Regions from separate parts of the Gossypium hirsutum genome. Here region 2 is linked to region 1. A link is a contact called in public Hi-C data. All regions are on one chromosome and are shown on one strand. Each heading gives the region's core, a stretch centred on a gene start, on an enhancer-like site or on the middle of the called end of the contact. The rest is flanking DNA. Distances are from core to core; before and after follow the strand shown. Region 1 holds the start of LOC107919552 (transcription elongation factor SPT4 homolog 1). Region 2 holds the start of LOC107920785 (probable protein arginine N-methyltransferase 6).

What was found. A called contact is a pair of places that touch in the nucleus more often than the background predicts.
Region 2: a Hi-C map of leaf shows a contact between it and region 1, with 2.1 times the contacts expected there. The contact joins the promoter of LOC107920785 here to the promoter of LOC107919552 in region 1. A contact is called at or near these places in 10 of 34 Hi-C or Micro-C datasets (hypocotyl, leaf and petal).

What each region holds. Positions count from the first base shown.
Region 1 is chrD13:8,483,874-8,490,307 of Gossypium_hirsutum_v2.1, reverse strand. LOC107919552 (transcription elongation factor SPT4 homolog 1) reads left to right here and starts at 2,988. Exons shown (of 5, transcript XM_041110184.1): 1 at 2,988-3,322; 2 at 3,428-3,519; 3 at 3,628-3,683; 4 at 4,386-4,447; 5 at 5,084-5,445. The coding sequence starts at 3,233. The coding sequence ends at 5,161.
Region 2 is chrD13:8,610,275-8,617,019 of Gossypium_hirsutum_v2.1, reverse strand. It overlaps LOC107920785 (probable protein arginine N-methyltransferase 6), which reads left to right and starts at 1,437. Exons shown (of 13, transcript XM_016850631.2): 1 at 1,437-3,810; 2 at 4,323-4,388; 3 at 4,693-4,761; 4 at 5,189-5,224; 5 at 5,524-5,589; 6 at 6,625-6,693. The coding sequence starts at 3,553. It overlaps LOC107918694 (calumenin-A), which reads left to right. Exons shown (of 9, transcript XR_005923634.1): 9 at 85-361.

The DNA of each region.
Region 1 (6,434 bases), core at 1,739-4,238:
ATTTACCTTAGTAGCATCATCGACGATGCCTTTGGCATGGATGTGTTGCTCCATTAACCAAAGAAACTATGCAGATAATGATCTCCCCCTTGAGCTCATCAATCTGTTCTTTCAAGACCGTTACCATGGCTACGAGAGCATCATCCTTCTCACTTAGCTCACCCATAGCAGTATTGAGAACCCCTTGCATCACATCCAATTAGCACTGAAGGCTTTTGCCACTTGTCCTTGAGTAGATCTTTCCTTGATTTCAGCTCTGTGGTGTGTCCCTAAACTTCCTCAAGAGTCTCCTTCACATCACTCATGGAACCCTTGAGTTTGGCAACCCTGCCATCCAAAGCTGATAGCATATCCCTCGATCGACTAGCTTTCATGCCCTCACCACAAGTCTCCCTAGGCTCAACCTGATTATCAACTTCTTTTTTCATCTCAACCAGCGCCTTCGAACCTTAGCACTGATACCAACTATCATAGGGCTAGAACTAAAGTCTAGCAAACCGCGCGACCTTAGGCAATTTCTTTGTTTCAAATCCGCCTAAGTAAACCAGCCTAACTCTCGAAATATGAGAATTCTTTCAGAAATTCTCTAAGGCACCAAAATAAAGCGGAAGCAAATTTAAAGCGAATGAACAACGAAAGAACTAAAAAAGCCATAAGAAAGAAATGCACACAAGGCCTTTGAGTAAATGCTATCAAATATATTCTTGATGTAACAACCAGATTTTCAATGGTGTCAAAAACGGTAGTTTTGGAACCCCGTTCTCCGTTGATCGAGTATGTAAATATTAATTAATATTTACGAGTTAATTATGGTATTATATTAAATTTTGATCTGATGAGTTTGTTAATTAAATAGTTAATTAAAGTACAAGCATTTTGACCCTAAAACTAATGGTGTTGGAAAATAAGGTATCGGGACCTTGTTTCCTTAAACCGAGCTCGTAAATATTTACGAAGTTATTATATAAGTGAATTGAATTTTATATAGGTAATTTTTCCGAATTAGTGACTAATTAAGGTATAAGAACTAAATAATAAAAGTGGTAAAAGTTATCTGCTTTGTATTTTTAATTAATTGAAGGACCAATTGAGCAATTGTACCCTTCAAATTATGTTAAAGGTGGTCACCAAATTTGTTAAGTATTTTTTAATATTAGTTTAATCACAAAAATTAACTAATTAATAAAATTTATTTAAAAACTACTAAAGTATAGATAAAAGTAAAACAAAAGCATTCTCATTCATTTTCTTCGACATACGAAACAAAAGAAAAGAAAATGGGGTATAGAAGCTTTAATTTTGAGCGAAAATTAGTTTGGGACTAAAATCAATAGGAAGATAATTAAAGGAAATGAGAGATAGTTTATTTGTTGTTGTTTTCTCATGTAAATTCATATTGGATTTACTTTGTTAATTTATGTTATGTTATATTTGTATTGTACTGTATTGTACTGCATTGTTTTGTTTTTTAGTTTGAATTGCTAAGTATATATATTGTTGTTGGCATCAAAGGAACTAAATTGAATGAACATGAAATATATGATAAATATGAATAGATACGTGATCTCAAATGGATGAAAATTTGTCATATTATATGGGTTAAAATGTATATGAATTGCCATTTGAAATATGAAAAGTTTGTATAAAGCTACAAAGTTGAATTGGTATGAATTGGATAATAAGCTGTGTGAACTTAAAAAAATGATTAGGACACGAATGGTGTTCCATTAAAGTTCCAAAAAGAAAAATAGGTGTTGTGATCAAGGATTAATATGATGGCTTAAAATTCAACATATGTTGTGAATTTTCTGAAGTTAATGTTAGCAACATCGTACTAAGCTAGTGTTAGAAGCCCAAATATATTAGCTTGTATAAACAAATGGGTGTTGTGATCGGGGATTAATTCGATGGCTTGAGATCCAACATATGTTGTGGATTCTCTGACTCCATGATTAAGTAAATTGCGAATTATCAGAACGATTCTTCTGAACAAAATTGCAATTACTAGAGCCTAGCTGTATATGTTCAATTGGTCCATTCGCTAGCTCAACAAAAACTTGATCGGACTACATTTGAATCAGAACAAAAACTCGGTCGTGAGAATTATTCAACTATAGAATTTGGTTAAAGAATTTTCTTGAAAAATTAATTTTGAAAAATCTTAGTATTTTTTAGAAAATTAATTTTGATCAAGAAAAATTAAATTAATCAAATTAATTAAAATAAATATAATATTTTAAAAATTTAATTTTCAAGTCAAACAATTGGCTCAATGGGTAATTGAACTTGAAAATTAAATTTGAGATTTAAAATTAGAACCGAAAACCAAAAATTGAGACCGAGACCCAAAACTGGTCGAACTGGGTCTGGTATGTGAAACCGAATCGATGGTCTAACTGGTGGCTGGACTAGACCGATCAAGCCTTCACTGGCCTAAATAGAATCGGAAGCAGCCGAATCGGCTTGGAGTGCCGCAAAGGTGTCGCACTTGCATCACTGAGCACGGTGGTACCAACGGCTACAATAGCGGCATTCTGATGGTCGGCGGCGATGATTCTTCGACAATTAAGTAGTGAAAAAATTACACTCCTACTGCGGCTATACTAAATAGCTTAAATTCATATTAATTATTCCAAAAATGGTATTATTTTAATAAATTTAAAATAATACTTCTCTAGATAAGTATTATATGAATTTAATATTAAAATGATTAAGTTTAATATTAATTGAACTCTCTAAAGTCTCTCTGTATTAAAAGAGTCGTAGGTAATTATTTTTTATAGACTTGAATTAAGAAAAAGTTGTAAAAAGAAAATTTTTTGAAGAAATTATTTAAGAAGATTTCTAAATTTTTTTATTTATTTATAACTTTGTCTAGAAATTTAAAGAAATTTTAAAATTTCCCCATTGTGAACTTTTTTTTGTTACTCAAAACGTTTATACTAGATAAATAAAAAAAGGTAGAATTTTAATGAAATATAACTAAATTTTTATTTTTGGAAAAACTCAAAGCTGTAATTTTCAATTCCGTTTTCCCCCACCTTTAAAGTAAAAGAATAATTTACCAAGTGATTTTGAGCCCTTAATTTAACAGAATCTGATATTGAGATTTTGATCTACTAAATTCAGTTCCTGGCCCTCGCATCCATTGCATGCTTTGTTCTGTTTAATTATTTTCGGCTGCTAAAAACTTAAACACGGAAATCCCTTAAGAATACAATCGGAAACAGCAATGGGGACCGCGCCGGCGCAAATACCGACGAGCTTCGGACACGAGCTCAGGGCTTGCCTTCGTTGCCGTCTCGTCAAAACATATGATCAGGTTCTTTTTGTTATTCCGTATTCAATCATGGTTTTTTTTCTCGCTTTCAAAACGCTTCATATCTATGGAGTTTTAATTACTGTTTCTTTGGTTTTAACTTCACAGTTCAGAGAATCAGGATGCGAGAACTGCCCATTCTTTAAGATGGATGGAGATAATGAGCGCGTCGTAGATTGCACTACTCCGAATTTCAATGGGTTATCTTTCCATTTTATTTTTTTAGAAACAAAAACATTTGCATTAAACGTAACTTTCTTGTCTCTTTTAGCATTGTTTGAAATATTTTCTGTTGATTGGTTTCTTAGTATGATATCTGTGATGGACCCGGCTAGAAGTTGGGCTGCTCGTTGGCTGCGAGTTGGTAATATGCTCAACCCTTTTTCTTTTCAAAGTTTTCTGTTTATTGTCGCTGTGGACAATTATTATAGGAATTGTTTCGAAGTTTACCGTACTTCTTTGAGTGTAGAATGGAGAATATGATTTAGAAATTTGTGGTGATTAGACCTGTCAAGTTGGCGGAAAGGATCGGTTTTGAGAAAGGTTAATTTAGATTTTAAAATTTGTAGTGTCATTTCGGGTCGAGTCTGCCTAATTATTTTGGATTTGGGTCAATTTCAAGTCTTATCATTTAGAATGTGGGTCATTTTGATTTTTGAGTCATGGGTATGCATCATTTTGGTTTTTGTTTGTTTGGGTTTAGACCATATTAAGCAATTTGTTTGGATCAGTTCCGGGTTCGTATCAATTTGGGTTGGATTGGACGGATCTAGGATATTGACATTTTATATAAATTGATCAGGTTGAGTTTTCAAGTTTGGGTCATCTAGTTGTGATGCTCTCTTGCTGTCAGCTTAATATACTTCTTTTATTTGCCGTATACAATCTCGCATAAATGTTAGATTTGAATTTTGAAGCCTGTTCTCTATGAAGATTGTTGAATTAATGAACTCTCTAGTAATGCTTCTAGACTTCATAAGGCACTAGAATTTTGATGCTTTTCGAAATTACATGCATACAGTATTCCATTATATCCAATTCTTATATAATTTTAAATCCTTTCCAGGAAGATTTGTCCCTGGTTGTTACACTCTTGCAGTTTCAGAGGCACTTCCAGAGGACTTGCAGGTATGGCTGCTCAGTTCATTAAATTCTTTTATTTCCTTTGGGTATATCATGCTGTATGGTTCATTAATTTCTTTATGGTAGACATTGCTGCCTTTGTGCTTTATGCAACTATCTTTTAGCATTGGGTCTATGATGATAATATTTAGTTTCCTCTCTCCATTATTAGCGTGTCGTATTTTGGGAGCTGCAGTGGCATACTTGCAGGCATGGTTTCTCATCTTGTGTGCAGTTCATTAGTTTGTTTTATTTGCTTTGGGTATATCATGTCAGGTAGGTAGTGCATTTCTTTCTTTCACTATGGTAGACATTGATGCCTTGGTAATCTTAGGTCTATGATGATAATATTCAGTTGCCGAGTTGTTTTTGTGAACGGCAGTGGCATACTTAGGAATAAGTTCAAATCTAACTCGATCTTTTGTTATGGCAAATATCCATTTGCTTTTCCTGTTCAATATTATATTGAAGCCATGCTATGTTAAATTTGATGATTTTGGTACTGGAAAATGGCTTGTATAACAATAATATATCTACATGCAACTCCTTTGTATCAAAGTTTGTGTTTGTTGATTAAAGTTTCGACTTTCGGTCTTCTTTGGTGGTTTCCGAAAGCATTAGCTTCCTACATCGATCGTTTAGTTTTCCTACAGGCTTTATGCGAAGAAGTTCATGTGCAGTATGTGGCACCGAAACGGGTGTAACGGAGAGCCTCAATAACATTGTAAGGGTGGAAAACTGCATATTGTTAGTAGTGATGGAGGAGAATGGTAACACAGTGAATTGCACCAACTTGTGGGATTTTGACAACTTGGTAAACATACTAGTCATCCACAAGAAACATTTTGCATGGAATTTGGTTCTTGGTGTCAAAAAAGGCTTCTATAAATCTGGCTATTACTTTGTTGTCCACAACTGCAAATTAGGATATTTGAATTCCGTTTGTTTCATAAATTCATCTGTTTATTGTTTGTTTTACGGTCTATGGAGATTAAATTTTTTAAGACTCGTAGTTGTTTCTCTTAATGATATCACTTTTAAGGCTTGCTCTTTTCTCAAAAAATGTATGATGACTACGTCAATTTAAAAATTTTAGAACATTTTAAAAATGGAGTTTATCATATGCAAAAGCACAATTAATTTAAGTTGCCATAATTGAATTTTTTTGGGTCAAATTGTTTCAATATTAATTTTTATAATTTTAAATATTCTAATTGACAAAATTTTCTCAGTATATTTTAAAACTACTACTATCTAGCTTTCAAAATATACTCTCTTTTTAAAAAAAGAAATTATCTATTATAAATTTAAATTAATAAGAAGTCAAAGTTTGAAATTTGACTTATATTATTTTAAAACTACCCTATTCTAAGTTTTTAAAATATAGTTTTTTAAATTTTTATTTATTGTAAAATTAAAAATATTAACCACTAAAAGTCAAAATAAACTATCCTATGTACCAAATATCTACCCTGTTGATATATATATATATATAAGTTTTCTTGCAAGAAATATATTTACGTGTTGTATTTTTAGTTTTATATGATTTGTGAAAAACACAATCACAATAAAATCAAAATATATCTAAAAGAATTTAATATAAAATACTAAATTCACACGTGACTTAAATATGAGACTCTGGACGTTATTGTTCTTCCGAATTTCAACACGTGTTTATTTAGACTTTTTATAATATAGTGAGTTTTTATAAGTTGGAATTTGTTTTTTTTTATTTCAAAAAATATATTTAAGTGTTAATCTTATTACAATTGTTTTACTAAATTTATTGGTGTAATATTTTGAAATATATTTTTTTATTTGATAAATAAATAACAAAAATAATAATAATTGTAATGAACCTAAATTTAACGGGAAAATTTTAATGACGTTAACAATAGGCGAATTACCAATAAAAACCCTTTTATTTTTAAAATTACCGAAATGGGCTAGGTCCTGAATTAATTACCGAAATAGGTCATTTCCCCCAAAAACG
Region 2 (6,745 bases), core at 188-2,687, 130 kb before region 1:
TTGTACTCCATCATTCAATGCCGACCATTTTCGAGTTTTTATTCTATCCATCTGCTACTTCAGATTACTATTTCCTCATTGCAGGTTAAGGGCCTTAGCTTGTTCGAAAGGTGGTTTCACCATTGAAGCTGGTCCTTGGAATTTCATCTTTCTGGCATACATTTGTTAATTACAGTAGACTGATGTTTTTAATGCATTAAAGTTTTTTCAAGTCTAAAATTTTGATGATCCATTTGACATATGTGTATGTCAAAATGCAGGGTCCATATAAAAGCAACATAGTTGCCATCTGGTATGGAAACTCAAAATGTGCAGATTCAAAGTCGTAAAATAATTTCATTCCATTTATTTGTTTATTCAACCACATGAAAACAACTCATGTATTTCATAATTTATTATTGTTCTGGTTGTCAAGAAGATTTTACCTATCCACCACCACATTATAATCAAATGGTTTTTTAATTGGACTCAAAGAAATGGTTTTCAAAGGTGTAAAATTATTGATTAAAAACCAACTTGAATTTGAATTCATCTAAATTCGAAAATAACTTAATATGAAATTATTTGCACATAAAATATCTAAACTCATAATGACTTAACTTGAAAATTACCTCAAATGAATATACTCGAGTTGAAATGACTCTAAAATTTTAAAATTCGAATAGACTCAGTCCAGATTGACTCAACAAAACACTAACTTTTGTTGTTTAACTAGGGGACTATTGAAAATATCAAAGTCATAAATTATAGGTATAGTGGAGGGATTATGTACATAAATTAATAATTCAAAGTACACAAAAGGTTGAAACCTTCGCCTAAAGGTAGGTGTTTATAAGTTGAGCTGAACTAAAGTACTATTTAAAAGATTAAAATCATAAATGAGATATAGTAGAGGGACTAGGTATGTAAATTAATAATTTGAAGTACATAAAAAATTAAAACCCTACGCGCAAAAAGTATTTATGAGTTGAATTGAATTGAGTTCTAATTCTAAAAAATCTGAACTCAAGCCCAACTAATTCAAACATGTCTAAATGATTTGTTTCACTATAAAAGATAATAAAGATATTTTTATTTAAATTTAATTATAAATATAAAATATTAATATAAGCTGTAATAGGCCAATTTAGCCCGGGCTCACAAAAAAATAATAAACCCAAAATAATAAAACAAAGTCCAAGTCCAGTCCAAAATTATATCATTTGGCCCGATCGGAATGACTCATTATTTGAAAAGGTTGAAGGTCTATCTACAAGCTTGACACATATGGAAACATAATCTTCAAGGATATGCAATCTTAGATATGATATGCAATCGTAGAAGATAAGATTTTGTAATCTTAGAGATTTAATCTTAGCCGTTGATGTAATTGATCTATACCGTCGGATTTGGGGAGGCTCAACTATAAATAGAGGCATCTCCCTTCATTGTAGAACACTGGAGTTTGGAGCAATAATAATTCTTAAGAGCATTCACTCAAATTTCTCCCTCTCTTGCATTCTTATTTTCTGTGGCTTGTTCTTATTTTGTTCTTCGTTCATCTTCGTTTCTTTTTAAGTTGCTTTCATTAGAGTTGGATTTTGGTGGAGGAAATTTCGTTGAATCTTCATATTGTTCATTCATTTAACCATTCTTATCGTTCTTTTTTTTTTCCATTAAGTATATACTTTATTTGTTTTTAATATTATGTCACACATGTTTATTTTTTAAAAACTCGTGTTATAAATCATCCATTTTAAATTATTTGATTATTTGCTTTAAATATTTTTCCATATATTATCAATTGTAATTTATTTTTTATACTATCTATTTTTTTCCATATTTTGGCCCTCAATTTTGTTTTATTCTCATTTTTTCCTTGTAATTCTGTTTTAAATTCAATTTAATCCTCACTAGTTTGATTTAATTTGCTTGTGTTTTATTTATTTAAGTATTGATTATTATGTTTTTTAAATTTTAAATTGGATATGATTTGAATGTTTAAACTTATTATTATTAAATTTATCACCAATATTATCTAAGTTATTTTATTGTATATTATTATTTTAGATTTATCACGTTTTATTATTTGTAATTTATCAATATTATTATTTTAAATTCATTGTAACATTATTTTAAATTTATCATGTATATCTATTTCAAATTTATCATTAATATTTTTAAATTTATTATATACTGTTCTTTTGGATTTATCACGTATGATTATTCTAGAATTATCATCAAAATTTTTAAATTTTATATGTATTATTATTTCAAATTTATTATATATTATTTATTGTAAATTATCCAATTCATTTCAAATTGTAGATATTATTTGTATTAAATTGTAAATTCATATATATTATTTGTTTTAATTCATGTATTGTTTTAAACTTCATCCATATACATACTATTTATTTTGAATTATACATATTACTTTTTTATTATTATTATTTTTCTATATAATGTATATTCTAATTTTTCTTCATACTTCATTTGCTTAAATATTTTTGTATATTGTGTTTATTAGTTGTTTTAAACAAATTATTAAATGAGAACATTACATCATAGTTAAAATTTCCGATTTATTTGCCAAAATTTGATTATTTCATTTCTTTTCATTTCGAATAAATCAAATTTATATCATTGTTAATATTGCATTAAACCTTCGCTTTGATCCAATATGTTGTCTTTGGAACGATGAGAAATCGTGCTCTAACTTACGGGGTTTCGATTTTCTCATCGAACTAAAACGACTAAACATTTTAGTTTTCAAATGCACAAAGTTTCAATAAAGATTTTTAAAAGGTTAGCTTATGCTCGGAAATTCAAACGTTGCATCCTAACTTACGTGATACAACATCTTATTGCCTCGAGATGAGAAATCCTTTTACATTCGTTCAAATCTATCCAAGCATTGTTTTAAAATATGACATTAATAAAAAGGGGAATCGTTTCTAAACTTTTCAAATTTTCGACATTCGACTTTGAGACATTAATTAATCAATTAGGTACCAATTTTTGGGCGTTACGAGGGTGCTAATTCTTTCTCGTGCGTAACCGACTCCCGAGCTCATTTTCTCGAATTTTATAGACCAAAATCATTATTTTAATAAATCAAAATGTTTTATTAAAATGATTAATTTCAAGGTGATTCGATCTCACCTCGAAAAAAAGATTAGTGACGACTCTATTTTCGTTTTAAAACTTCACCCCATTTTTCAAAATAAAAATGGTTTCGACATAAGCTATTTCTATATTTTCCATTATTTTTAAACAATAAAATAGACGGATGAAACCAATTCGGTTTGAGAAATATAAAGCTAAGGTCCACCAGTTGGGCTGACCGGGCGGGTAGCCACGAGCCCCTCAACCCTTGCCCTTATATAAGGATTATAAGCTGTTGTAACCGCACCGCAAAACCCCAAAACCTTAACCGCCATTCGGTTTTCATTTAACAAACAGTAACGCAAACCAGCTTTTCCTCTTTGGGTTCTTGACAAGGAAAAACGTTGCAGTTTTCTCCCTCCTCACATTGCCCGTCAATTGCTGCTCTCCGGCGACTGGCAAAACATGTCTGGGAGCACAGGAGTCGGCAATGTCCCTCGCCAGCAGCAGACCTCGGGAGGGAGGCGAGGGGGAAGTCGTGGGAGGAGGGGAGGTCGTAGGTCACGTGAAGTGTTTAGGGCTTCTGAATCCCAGCACCCCCAGCAGAAGGACGCCAGCGACGATCAGCAAGACCTGAAATCACCTCCTCCCGCTTGTACGGACTTCGACGTGGCCTACTTTGAGGCTTACGCCCACATCGGTATCCACGAAGAAATGATCAAGGTCTTTTTCTTTCTTTCTTGTTCTTTCTCTTCATACGTAATTGTTCTTAACTGAGTTCATTTTGTTTTTGGTATTAATGCTTCTTGATGGATTGTGTGGAATTTCTTGCACTTCTAGCTTTATGAGTTTAGTCTTTTGGAAGCATTTTAGTGCTTGCATTTACTAGGGGAAATGGGTTATTGCCAAGATCGTGTCTTGGAATGAGAACTTAACATTGGGAATTTAAATTTGAGTTGTTTTAGCAATGTCCTCACGTTCTTTGTTTACAAAAAAATGTTGCTTTTTACTATTTATGAACTATCTATGAATTTTTTGCTACCTCGTTTAAGCAAGGTTGAATCTTGCATTTGTAATCAAAAGTTTTAGTACTTCTTTACTTGTGCTTGTTCCAATGGCGGGTTCTTTAAATTATAGTTCGTTGTTTAAAGAATTTTTCTTTTAAAAAATAATAATGATGATAATAGAAATTCATGACAATCCACTGATCATACCTTATCTTTAAAAGTATACAGGATCATGTTCGAACTGAAGCCTACCGGGATGCAGTCATGCAACACCAGAGTTTTATTCAGGGGAGGGTAATGCCATTTTGTCCTTGTTATAAAACTATATCTAATCTCTCTTCTTTCTTGAAACCAAATGATACCTGGTTTTACCATATTTGGTTTGATTTTGTGTAAGATTCCTGTTTCACCTAATCACGATATTATGCTGTACTGATATTATAATCTCATCCCTGGGTGACATGCATTTGTGTCTAATAGAAACATAGATACAAAGCATACGGCTCTCAAACAGCCAAGTTGGTTTAAGGGTTCTCTCCAAATAATATTTAGCTGGTTTATTCCTCTTCCTCATTATTTATTTTGACTATTTTTATAGGTTGTAGTTGATGTTGGATGTGGCACGGGCATTCTTTCGATATTTTGTGCTCAAGCTGGTGCAAAACGGGTATTTGTTTTGAAGTTCTTATCGCATGATTGACATATTTATAGCAGAGTTATGCTTTTTGAGAGTTGATTCAATCTCAGTTTTTGCACATCATGTGTACTGTTTTCAACTAATTACTGAATATCGCATTATTTAGTAAGTGCAGAGGATTGTTAGAAGTTATGTTGAACTTTCTTTTTTTGGTTTCCTCTAGGTTTTTCTATCTTTCTTTCTTTCTTTGTGAACTTTATAATTTTACCATAAAGAAGACAAGGAGGCTTCAATTCAACTATTGACCAAGAGCAAATGTAGATAGAACTGCAATTTTGTTCTTTAGTATATATATATTTTTAGAACTCTCTTGCTATCTCAAAGTTATATTCTTGTAATGTTTATGGATTCAACTAAATACAACTGTCTAATATCTTAAGCAATTATATGTTTTCAGGTTTATGCAGTGGACGCCAGTGCTATTGCAGTGCAGGTACTTTGTTGCATTAGTGCTTAACTACGTGTAGCTGAGGCATTTTTACCTTCTCTTTTGAGAGTGCTAATTTAGCTCATTTTCCTTCTCTCCTTGCCATTTTCATTTTCTTACTGTGTTAATTGCTACAATGAGATTCTGATACCTGGTTAACACTGCTATTAGAATCTGTATGCTAGTTATCTATCAACATTGTGGAATTATATATATTCTATACTTCTCTAGACCTTTCTTTGGCTGCCTTGTTTAAAATGGAACTGACCGTTTGGTTTGTATTCAACTTTGCTATTTGCAATCAGGCCAAAGAAGTGGTGAAAGCAAATAATTTAGCTGAAACGGTCATTGTATTGCATGGGCGAGTTGAGGTAGGCTTTTCCTCTCAGGCTTGTAGATGTCTATGCTCCTTAAGTTGTTGCAAGAATATTAGAAAAAAGAATAAGCACCTATATATATTAGCATTTTTTATTTCTTCTCAGACTTATTGACGTGTATTTCCTTAAATGGTTGGGAACGGGGGAGTTGAATTTAACTTTGGACTTTGTTGGAGGGATAAGCCAACTTAGCGTTAGATTTTCTTTCTTCAACTTTTTTAAAGTCTTTGAGAATAACTTCTTTATCTTTAAAGCCACAAGTCCGCAACAATCAGTTTGAACATCGTGGAATTAGAGATGATTCATCTGCATTTACTGTTGAGGTCAACAGAAAACTAGCTGCCCTGGAAAATCAAGGTGGAATTCTTGTTTTGCTGTGTGCAAAATGGATGGAGACCTTTATCGGTGCTTTACCTTTTGCAAACCATTTTAGGGCTTTGCATTGGTGCTGGTGTTTAAATCTCTTTATAGATGAGAAAAATTGTAACAGCACTTTCTAGCTGCTCTCATTAGTAGAAGACTGCAATTGTGGTAGCCTTTGTGGATATATTTGGTTAAATAGTCGCATCTTTCTCATACTTGATATGAGCACCATTATAGTTATGGGGATCATAGGATAATAATTGGTGAAAGCTTGTACCTATAGGTCATTGGCCATTGTAATGTTTGCTGGGTTGCCAGCTTTCACATAGGCTTGGTTTCAACACCCAGCTGTATCAATTCATAGATTAATTATCGAACAATGAGTGGATATTACTGCTATTTGTATCTTTGTTTGGAGAGACACAAAATTAGCAGCTATTGTAGGCTAAATTTATGTAGGTCATTTAAGATAACGAAGACTCAATTTTCATTTCTACATTTATGTTTAGAATCTAGATCTGCTAATAAACTTCTAGATGGTAGGGTTGGGGAGGGGGGTGGACCGCTATGTGCTTCACACTGTTCTGAGAAATGTGTTACTTTCTCTTGAACTGATTTATTTCCTTTCGAATGTCTGACAGTTTATACTAGTTATAATTTCTACAGGATGTTGAAATTGATGAACAGGTTGATGTAATAATTTCAGAGTGGATGGGCTACACGCTGCTCTATGAGGTGATTGTTAAAACCTTACATCATATGCTAAGTTTATTTTTAAAAGATTTCA